Regions from separate parts of the Sus scrofa genome. Here region 1 is linked to region 2. A link is a contact called in public HiChIP or PLAC-seq data. All regions are on one chromosome and are shown on one strand. Each heading gives the region's core, a stretch centred on a gene start, on an enhancer-like site or on the middle of the called end of the contact. The rest is flanking DNA. Distances are from core to core; before and after follow the strand shown.

The links. HiChIP or PLAC-seq counts read pairs in DNA pulled down with a chosen protein or histone mark.
Region 1: a contact with region 2 is called in an H3K27ac HiChIP or PLAC-seq map of skeletal muscle. The contact joins two enhancer-like sites. A contact is called at or near these places in 2 of 47 Hi-C or Micro-C datasets (epiblast stem cells and skeletal muscle) and 1 of 2 datasets of contacts at active chromatin or transcription factors (skeletal muscle).

Annotation. Positions count from the first base shown.
Region 1 is chr1:77,331,333-77,335,490 of Sscrofa11.1, forward strand. It overlaps REV3L (DNA polymerase zeta catalytic subunit), which reads right to left. Exons shown (of 33, transcript XM_021091241.1): 3 at 3,397-3,586. The coding sequence starts at 3,491. Among named protein-coding and RNA genes, the nearest start is that of REV3L, 67 kb to the right of the region's middle. Within about 2 kb of position 2,034, at least 5 of the 83 cell types and tissues checked have an H3K27ac peak or open chromatin away from gene starts, as enhancers often do. A contact at or near this core is called in skeletal muscle, where this site is marked.
Region 2 is chr1:77,175,041-77,178,711 of Sscrofa11.1, forward strand. It overlaps MFSD4B (sodium-dependent glucose transporter 1), which reads left to right. Exons shown (of 5, transcript XM_003121369.4): 5 at 1-1,881. Among named protein-coding and RNA genes, the nearest start is that of MFSD4B, 18 kb to the left of the region's middle. Within about 2 kb of position 1,256, at least 9 of the 83 cell types and tissues checked have an H3K27ac peak or open chromatin away from gene starts, as enhancers often do. A contact at or near this core is called in skeletal muscle, where this site is marked.

The sequences.
Region 1 (4,158 bases), core at 784-3,283, 160 kb after region 2:
TCTCATAAATTTCAAAAACTGAATACAAGACTCTTAAATCTCCAAAATTCTTTTTAAATATAGGATTCTGCTTTCATACCTATTGCCCCAAAATATAGTCTGGAAATTCTATAAATTCATTTTTTGCTTCTTCTAGCCAAGAAATTCTATAAATTCAGTTTTCTGCTTCTTCTCTGTATAATTTAACCTGCAATCCTCACTTCTGATATTGGCTTTAGCTGATTTTGTCAAAAAAAATTCCTCAACAAGGAGACTCTTGGGAGAAATACAGTAGATGGAGCACAGAGTTGGAGAGTAGATGTGTTTATACTTAAAAAATTGTATCTGATAATCAGTTAGCTTTTTAATATAACAATGAGGAAAAAATGAGCAGAGATAGCAAAAACTCAATTAATTTAGATTAAGAATCTTACAGAATAGTTTCTAGAATCATGGTAGTTAAGTGGCAGGGAATCCCTGAAACAAGTTTTTTAAGGCTGGGGTCTCCTTATCCCAGCTTCAAGAATAATGTACTGTCTAAGAAGGCTGGAATTAAATCTTGTACAAATTTTAACCTGGTAGCTAGATGCAACCAGGTCTACCTTAAAGAAGTAGGGAATATTGAAGAAGTAAAGGAATCACAGAAGCTAGAATTCATGGTAATGGAAAAGAAGAGCTAGATAAGGAAAAAAACAAACAAAAATATTAGAACAGGAGAAAAAAAGAGAATGGCAGCCATAAATTAGACTGAACAGCTCATCTTTTACCTCTAAGTGTTTAGATTTGTGACTCAACTATTCTTAAAAATATGGCTATGCTTTTAACAAATGCCCATCAAAAATACAGAAGATTGGTGACTATTCATTTCACTAGGCTGTTTTGGAGATTCAACTTTGAAATAAGAATATGTATATGAAAGTTAGCTAATGATTATCTTTAACCTAATTATTGTTATCATAGGATGGTTGTTTCACCTCATACATTTATTCAACCAAATAGTTCTGAACCATGTCTACTAAGTGACCCAATGTCATACGAAGTGCTAGGGATATAATTATGGACAAGACAAACATGTTCTTTTTACTCATAGAATGTACATGCTGGTGGGATAAGCACATAAAAATTAACAAACAAAACATTAAAATAACTGCAAACTGCAGTAAGCACTAAAGGAAACAAAGAATGGGCCAAGATACAGAATAATAATAAAAATGAAAACCTATTTTAAGAAGAGAAATGAGAGAAAACTTCTCTGAAGATATGAAAGATGTGAAGGATTGGGGAAGGGTAGAGCACTCAAAGAAAGGAAACTGCACGTACAAGGGTAGGAAAGAGCTCAGTACATGAGAGGAATTGAAAAAAGACCAGTGCTTTTGGATGGAACACAGTGAACAAAGCTACAGAGGTAGGCAGGGATTAGATCACATAGGCTATGGTTAGAAGCTTAAGTTTTATTTTATAAACAATATGAAGTCACTCAAGGATTTTAAATACTTTAAACAGGACCCAATTTACATTTTAAGAAGAGTACTTGTGCAGCTCTGGAGAGAGACATGAACAGAAGAAAATCCAATTAAAACGATAAAGTGGTGGTCCAGGTGAAAAACTGGATTAAGGTGGAAGAAGCAGACAGATTCAATATGGATTTCATAAAGATATATCCAACTCATATGTTCCAGTATGAACTTCAAATCTTTCCTGCCGGCCTGCTCCACCTGCATGGACTAAATATTCTGGAGTCATCCTTGACTCCTCTCTAAAACCTCATCCAGTAAAGATAGCAATCTTGGTGATCCTACACTCAGAACAGATCTAGGAGCTGACTACTTCTCACCACTTCCTGCTACTGTCCTCATTCAAGCCACCTTATTTTCTCACTCAAATTAATGAAACAGAGTCTTAATGTTCTCCCTTCTTGTACTATTTTTTTTTTTTTTTTTTTTTTTTTTGGCCACACTTGTGACAGGTGGAAATTCTCAGGCTAGAGATTGGATCCAGCCATAGCAGGCGACCCAAGCTGCTGCAGAAATGACACCAGATCCGTAAGCAGCTATGCCACAAAGGAACTCCTCCCTGCTACTAATCTTATGCTCCCATGATTTATTCTTCTCATAGTTGCTCAAGTGACCCTTTCAAGTTTCAGTTACATCATGGCTGCTCAAAAGCAGGCAATAGTTCAGAGTAAAAGCTAAAGTCCTTAGAATAGCTTACTGTAGTGGTTTTCAAACTTGAGTATGTGTCAGAATCGACAGAAAGGCTTATTAAAACACAAACTTCTGGGCCCCACCACTAGAGTCATCAGGTCTGGGGTGGGATGAAAGAATATATTTAACTAAGTTCTCAAGTGTGTTAAGTCTGAGTCCTTCAAGAAGTAAATGTCAAAATGTGCAAGAAATTTATTAGTGGAAACTCCTTGGAGAGAATATAAGGAGGAATCTGGGAGTGGCTGGGACAACTACCAGACTTAGATACAGGTCTGATCCAAGTGGGGAGAGAGGGACAGAGAGAAGATCGGTGGAAGTGTCTTCTAGTACAGTATGATTCTAATGAAAGTTCAGAAAGGCTGTCCAAGAGCCCTCAATGTCTCCCAGAAACAGGTCTGCCTTAGCATCTTTGCCATGTTTATTAGTCACTGACTGGGAGTAGCCTATGGAAAGCAGCTTCAGCTTATATGGGATGATAGATGGATAGATTTTAGTGAGGTAGCTGGGGCCATTGTTCAATTATGCTCCTTGTTATTTGGAGATCTGAGAGGTGCATTCTCATGGCTGTCAAACTACGTAAAACTGACTTTGGTGATCCACTGGCCAATAAGATCTCTATCCTCTCACTTCTCTCCAACCTCATTTTGTCCACTCTCCTTCCCCTCCATTCCAGTCATCTGGCCTCCATTTTGTTCCCATTTCCTCACCTTCAAGTCTTAGCTCAAACATCAAATTTACCTTGTCAATGACAAACTGCCACCACTCCACTTCCCCACCCCATGCTACAGATCCTTCTTATCCTGTTTTATATATTTTGTTCTACGGCACTTATTTATCACAATAAATAAATAAAATTATCTCATGTTATAACCTCCATGGGGACAGGGATCTTAGTTTTGTTCACCAATCCCAAGAACCTAGAATAGTGCCTGGCACATAAAAGGTTCTCAATAAATATCTGACCAATGAATTACATGAATTTCTACAGTTCTAAGAAGCAGAGAAGTGGAAAAAGTTAAAACCAAAATCCCTGTTACCCATCTATCTTTTGTTGCAAAAAAATTTTTAAATAGTAAGAAATTCACCCCAGTGCCCTTAGATTAGAAGTAAAAGAAAAATGAACAAAGTATATTTGGTTATGTTTTCTCTTAACTAGGAGAGCAGCATAAATACAGATAACACAGAATTTTAAAAGATGTTATTATATACTTACATTCCTGATACTAATGACACTTTGAACACGTGCTGAGCAGTGGAAGATGGTTTGCCTAAAGCCACATTAAGTGCTCTGTCGATACTGAATGCCATCTGAGAAAGATAGCTTTCTGGCTGCTGTCCATAACCATCATATGGCACATAGAGGTAAGGAAAGATGCCATGTAGATGAAGACATGTCTTCTGACCTAAAATGTAACATATCATAAAGTTTAGTCTTGAGATGCACTTTAAAACCTTAACAGTACAAAGCTCAGAATACAAGTCATTTAAATGGTCTAATGACAACACAGCTTATCTGAGGGAAGGGTTGAAGTAATTAACCCATAGTTAAAGCCACCTGTATTGACTACATTTTATAACACAACACACAAAAGCATTTTATAAGTATAAGCATTACAGTATGATTTAAATAGTAAGTTTTGGTGAAAATATGTTTGAATATTTCACTCTAATAATCTAACTATTTTTATGTACTTCACTGAATTGTCCTATAATACCACTTAACACAGTGTTATGAAGCTTACAAAAATTTACTAAAACTTTAGTAAATAAGTCAATGAATATCTTGACATAAATGGTTTCAACTAAGAGACTTCCCTAAGATAAAGAGCTCTCGGAGAGGGTAAAAGCAGTTCCATTGTGTGCAATTTTGCTAGTGGAGAGGAAGGGGAAGGAATTGGGAAGGGTTAAAAAGAAATTCTGTGATTAAGGGGAAAAAAATGAAACAGGCAAAAACAAATCAAAAGAAAACCCCCAC
Region 2 (3,671 bases), core at 6-2,505:
GAAACAAACAAACAAACACTATATATTTATATAGAAAAATCACACCAAATTGCAGATTTTTTTTGAAGGGCTTATTAGACAAAGTTAGTAGTGATGTGTTTAATTTTCATCAAGGAAAAAAGCTCTTTCCTAATAGAGTAGCATTTCTGCTTGCATAAGGTACAAGAGGATTCCCACTTTGCAAGAGATATTATTACAGCTCTGATCTCTCTGAATCAGAAAGACTTCCAAGTCTAAACATTTCAGTCATTTAACATATCTACTGAGCATTTATCAGGTTCAATAATCAGCTCCAAAACTATAAGAGGACAAGACAGGTGAGGTCCTGGCCTTCATCAAGCTTATGTTTCCCTATTTCAACTAAGATTTACTCTGACAGCCTTTCTGTTAGTTGAAGCATTAGCAAAGCTTACTGTTAACAGGTTAAACCCAGCTCCAGAAAAATCAGTATAGTAGCCAAGCTCTTGTTTCCTTGGTGTATATTTGTGTCTGTTCATCTCCAGGACCTTTACATGCAATCTTTGGAGTCATTTTTGATTTACAATTTTATGAAAATTATATAGCACAGTGCAGTTGAGTCCAATAGAGTGAAAACCTGCTGAAAAAGGCGACAGCAGAGGAATGTACCACCAACCACCAAAGGACACATTATGGTTGAACTGGGTTTTGGGTTACTCCTTCAAACACCTGTGGGTTAATTGAGCAGGTGCTCATTCCTCAGCCCTTTTCTTATCACTTGCAGAGAACTTTCTGCCCTTAGGGGATTACCCAGTTCTAAGTCCACTCTCTTTCTGTGACTTTACAGAGACATGCATTTAGGAAAGGAAAAACGCAAGAGCAAAAGAACTGGCTTAGCAAGTCAAAACACAAGTGTTTAAGGGGAAAAAAACACGACCTACCAAGGTTTCCAGGTTTGCATTAGTCTGTTCACAGTGGAAAAGCAGTAACTCTTCCACACGATCGTTATATTCACAAAGGTCGTGACACATCTTCAGACTTCAGCATAGCAAAAACCAGGGATAAAATTTTGTTGGAGAGTCCAGGCTGATGGGAAATAGTCACGGTTTTATTGTTTTTGAGATGGGAGCCAGTGAGATGACTCTGTTAATTTTGGTATCTTGGTGAGGTGGGGGGTAGTGTTGCCTGACCATGATATGAGAAGAGCTTAGTCATACCGAAGCAGGACAAAGTGACATTTTGCTTCTACACCCTCCAGACCACATAAGCTCCAGGAGGGAAAAAACAGCCCGAGGGAAAAATGTTATTGCAGCTTGTATTATTGCCCCCTGGTCAAGTGATAAGCCTTTGCTCCGGTGGCGTAGGAGTGTTCAAAAATTACTAATGCCAGCATTTTCACCTACGTTAGAATTTAACTGGTCTGAAGTGGAGCCTGAGTATTAATGTTTTGAAAAGTATCCCCAGCGTGGAACATGCAGTAGAGGTGGAGAACCACTGCTTTTATCAATGCAGAGAACTGGAACTTCTGATGATAATAGTGGGTTTTAAAGGCTATTTTATAGCTTGGTTACTACGTCATGCTCCTTTTATAGATGCATGAAATTGTCTGCACTTTCTCTGAAGGAAAAATGGAGAGGAAGCACTTTCCTATTTCCTGTTACCTCCGCTGTTGCTTGGTCCGTTAAAGAGGGTGATCAATACTGTTTGAAATCCTGCCCCAAATGAAACCAAACTGGACCTTTTGGAGGTTGCCCTTCTAGATGGGTTTTGATTTGGGGGGCTTAATGGAGTAGGGGTGATGATCTTGCACATTTATTACATCTGGATTTAAACCTACTCACTGTTTACATGACTTTGTACAATATAAAAGCTTGTTTGAGTAAAATGTTGATATGAATAAATACTTACACTGGTTTAATGTAAGATTCATGTCTCATTTCATGAGTTTGGTGTCTATATAGAAATTAGCCAAGAATATTTCTAGGAGTTCCCACTGTGGCTCAGTGGGATTGTTGGTGTATCTGGAGCCCTAGGACACAGGTTCCAACCCCTCCCGAGCACAGGAGGGTTATGAACCAGCATTGCCAGAGCTGTGGTGCGGCGCAGATCTGATCCCTGACCCAAACTCCATATTGCCATAGGGTGGTCAAAAAAAATTCTATATACCTATAAATTATATATATATATATAAATTATATATATATTTATATTTATAGATATGTATTTATATATGTTTCTAGATTTTACATTGTGAATGCTGCAAAATGTATCTGATAGTATATTGGGTTCCTAAAATGTGAATAGTATTTTCATATCACATGGATATTTTAGAATTGCCATCTAATATCTTGGGCAACATCTAACATTTTTAGCCCTTCAGCTTCTTAAGAGAAGTTTATGGAATTGCTGTCGTGGTGCAGCAGAAACAGATCCGAGGTGTCGGGTTCGATCCCTGGCCTCCCTCAGTGGGTTAAGGATCTGATGTTGTTGTGAGCTGTGGTGTAAGTTGCAGACTCGTCTAGGATCCTGCATTGCTGTGGCTGTGATGTCGGCCGGCAGCTGTAACTCCTACTTGACCCCTGGCCTGGGAACCTCCATATGCCACAGATGCGGCCCTATAAAAAAAACAAAAAACAAAAAACAAAAAAAACAGAGGTTTATGGAGTTCTCACTGTGGCACAAGGGGATCAGCGGAGTCTTGGGAGCACTGGATGCAGGTTCAATCCCCAGCACAGTGGGTTAAGGATCCAGTGTTGCCGCAGCTGAGGCGTAGGTTGTGACTGCTCCTCAGATCTGATCCCTGGCCCAGGAACTCCATGTGCTGCAGGGTGGCCAAAAGAAAAAAAAAAGTTTTTGACCTAATTTCTAAACTTATAAGTCCACCAAAGAAGCTATTACTAGCTGCATGTTTCAGTTATTTATTTTTTTAAAGGCCACAGCTGCAGCATATGGAGGTTCCCAGGCTAGGGGTCAAATCGGAGCTACAGCTGCCGGCCTACAACACAGCCACAGCAACGCAGGATCCTTAATTCACTGAGTGAGGCCAAGTATCGAACCCACATCCTTATGTATACCAGTCGGGTTCATTACTGCTGAGCCACAATGGAAACTCCTTCAGTTAATATTTTGCTTGAATGATACTTCCCTAATTAAGAGGATTACAGATAGGTCTCTGTTTCAGAATGGAAAGGAGATTTTCAAAATTGTACAACAAGCAGAAACTGATTGCCTCACTTTGCTTTCTTTCCATACAGAGCCCAGAAGCTGAGAGACTGCCTATTTTTATACTTGCTTAAAACAACTGTGGTGATAATTTGGTTAAATATGCTAACCTGGATCATGATTCAGGTATACAGTGACCTCCCCATGCTCTTCATATTTTACTAGAGTCTTGGTAAAGGATTTTTTTTTTTTTTTTAAGGTCTGCACCCATGGCATATGGAGGTTCCCAGGCTAGGGGTCAAATCAGAGCTGTAGCCACCAACCTATACCACAGCCACAGCAATGCCAGATTTGAGCCGCATCTGTGACCTACACCACGGCTCATGGCAACACCGGATCCTTAACCCACTGAGTGAGGCCAGGGATCGAACCCACAACCTCATGGTTCCTAGTCTGGATTTGTCTCTGCTGTGCCACAACAGGAACTCCAGTAAAGGATGTTTTTTGAAATGGGCAGTTTAAGCTGAGAGAAACAAAATGTCCACATTCTC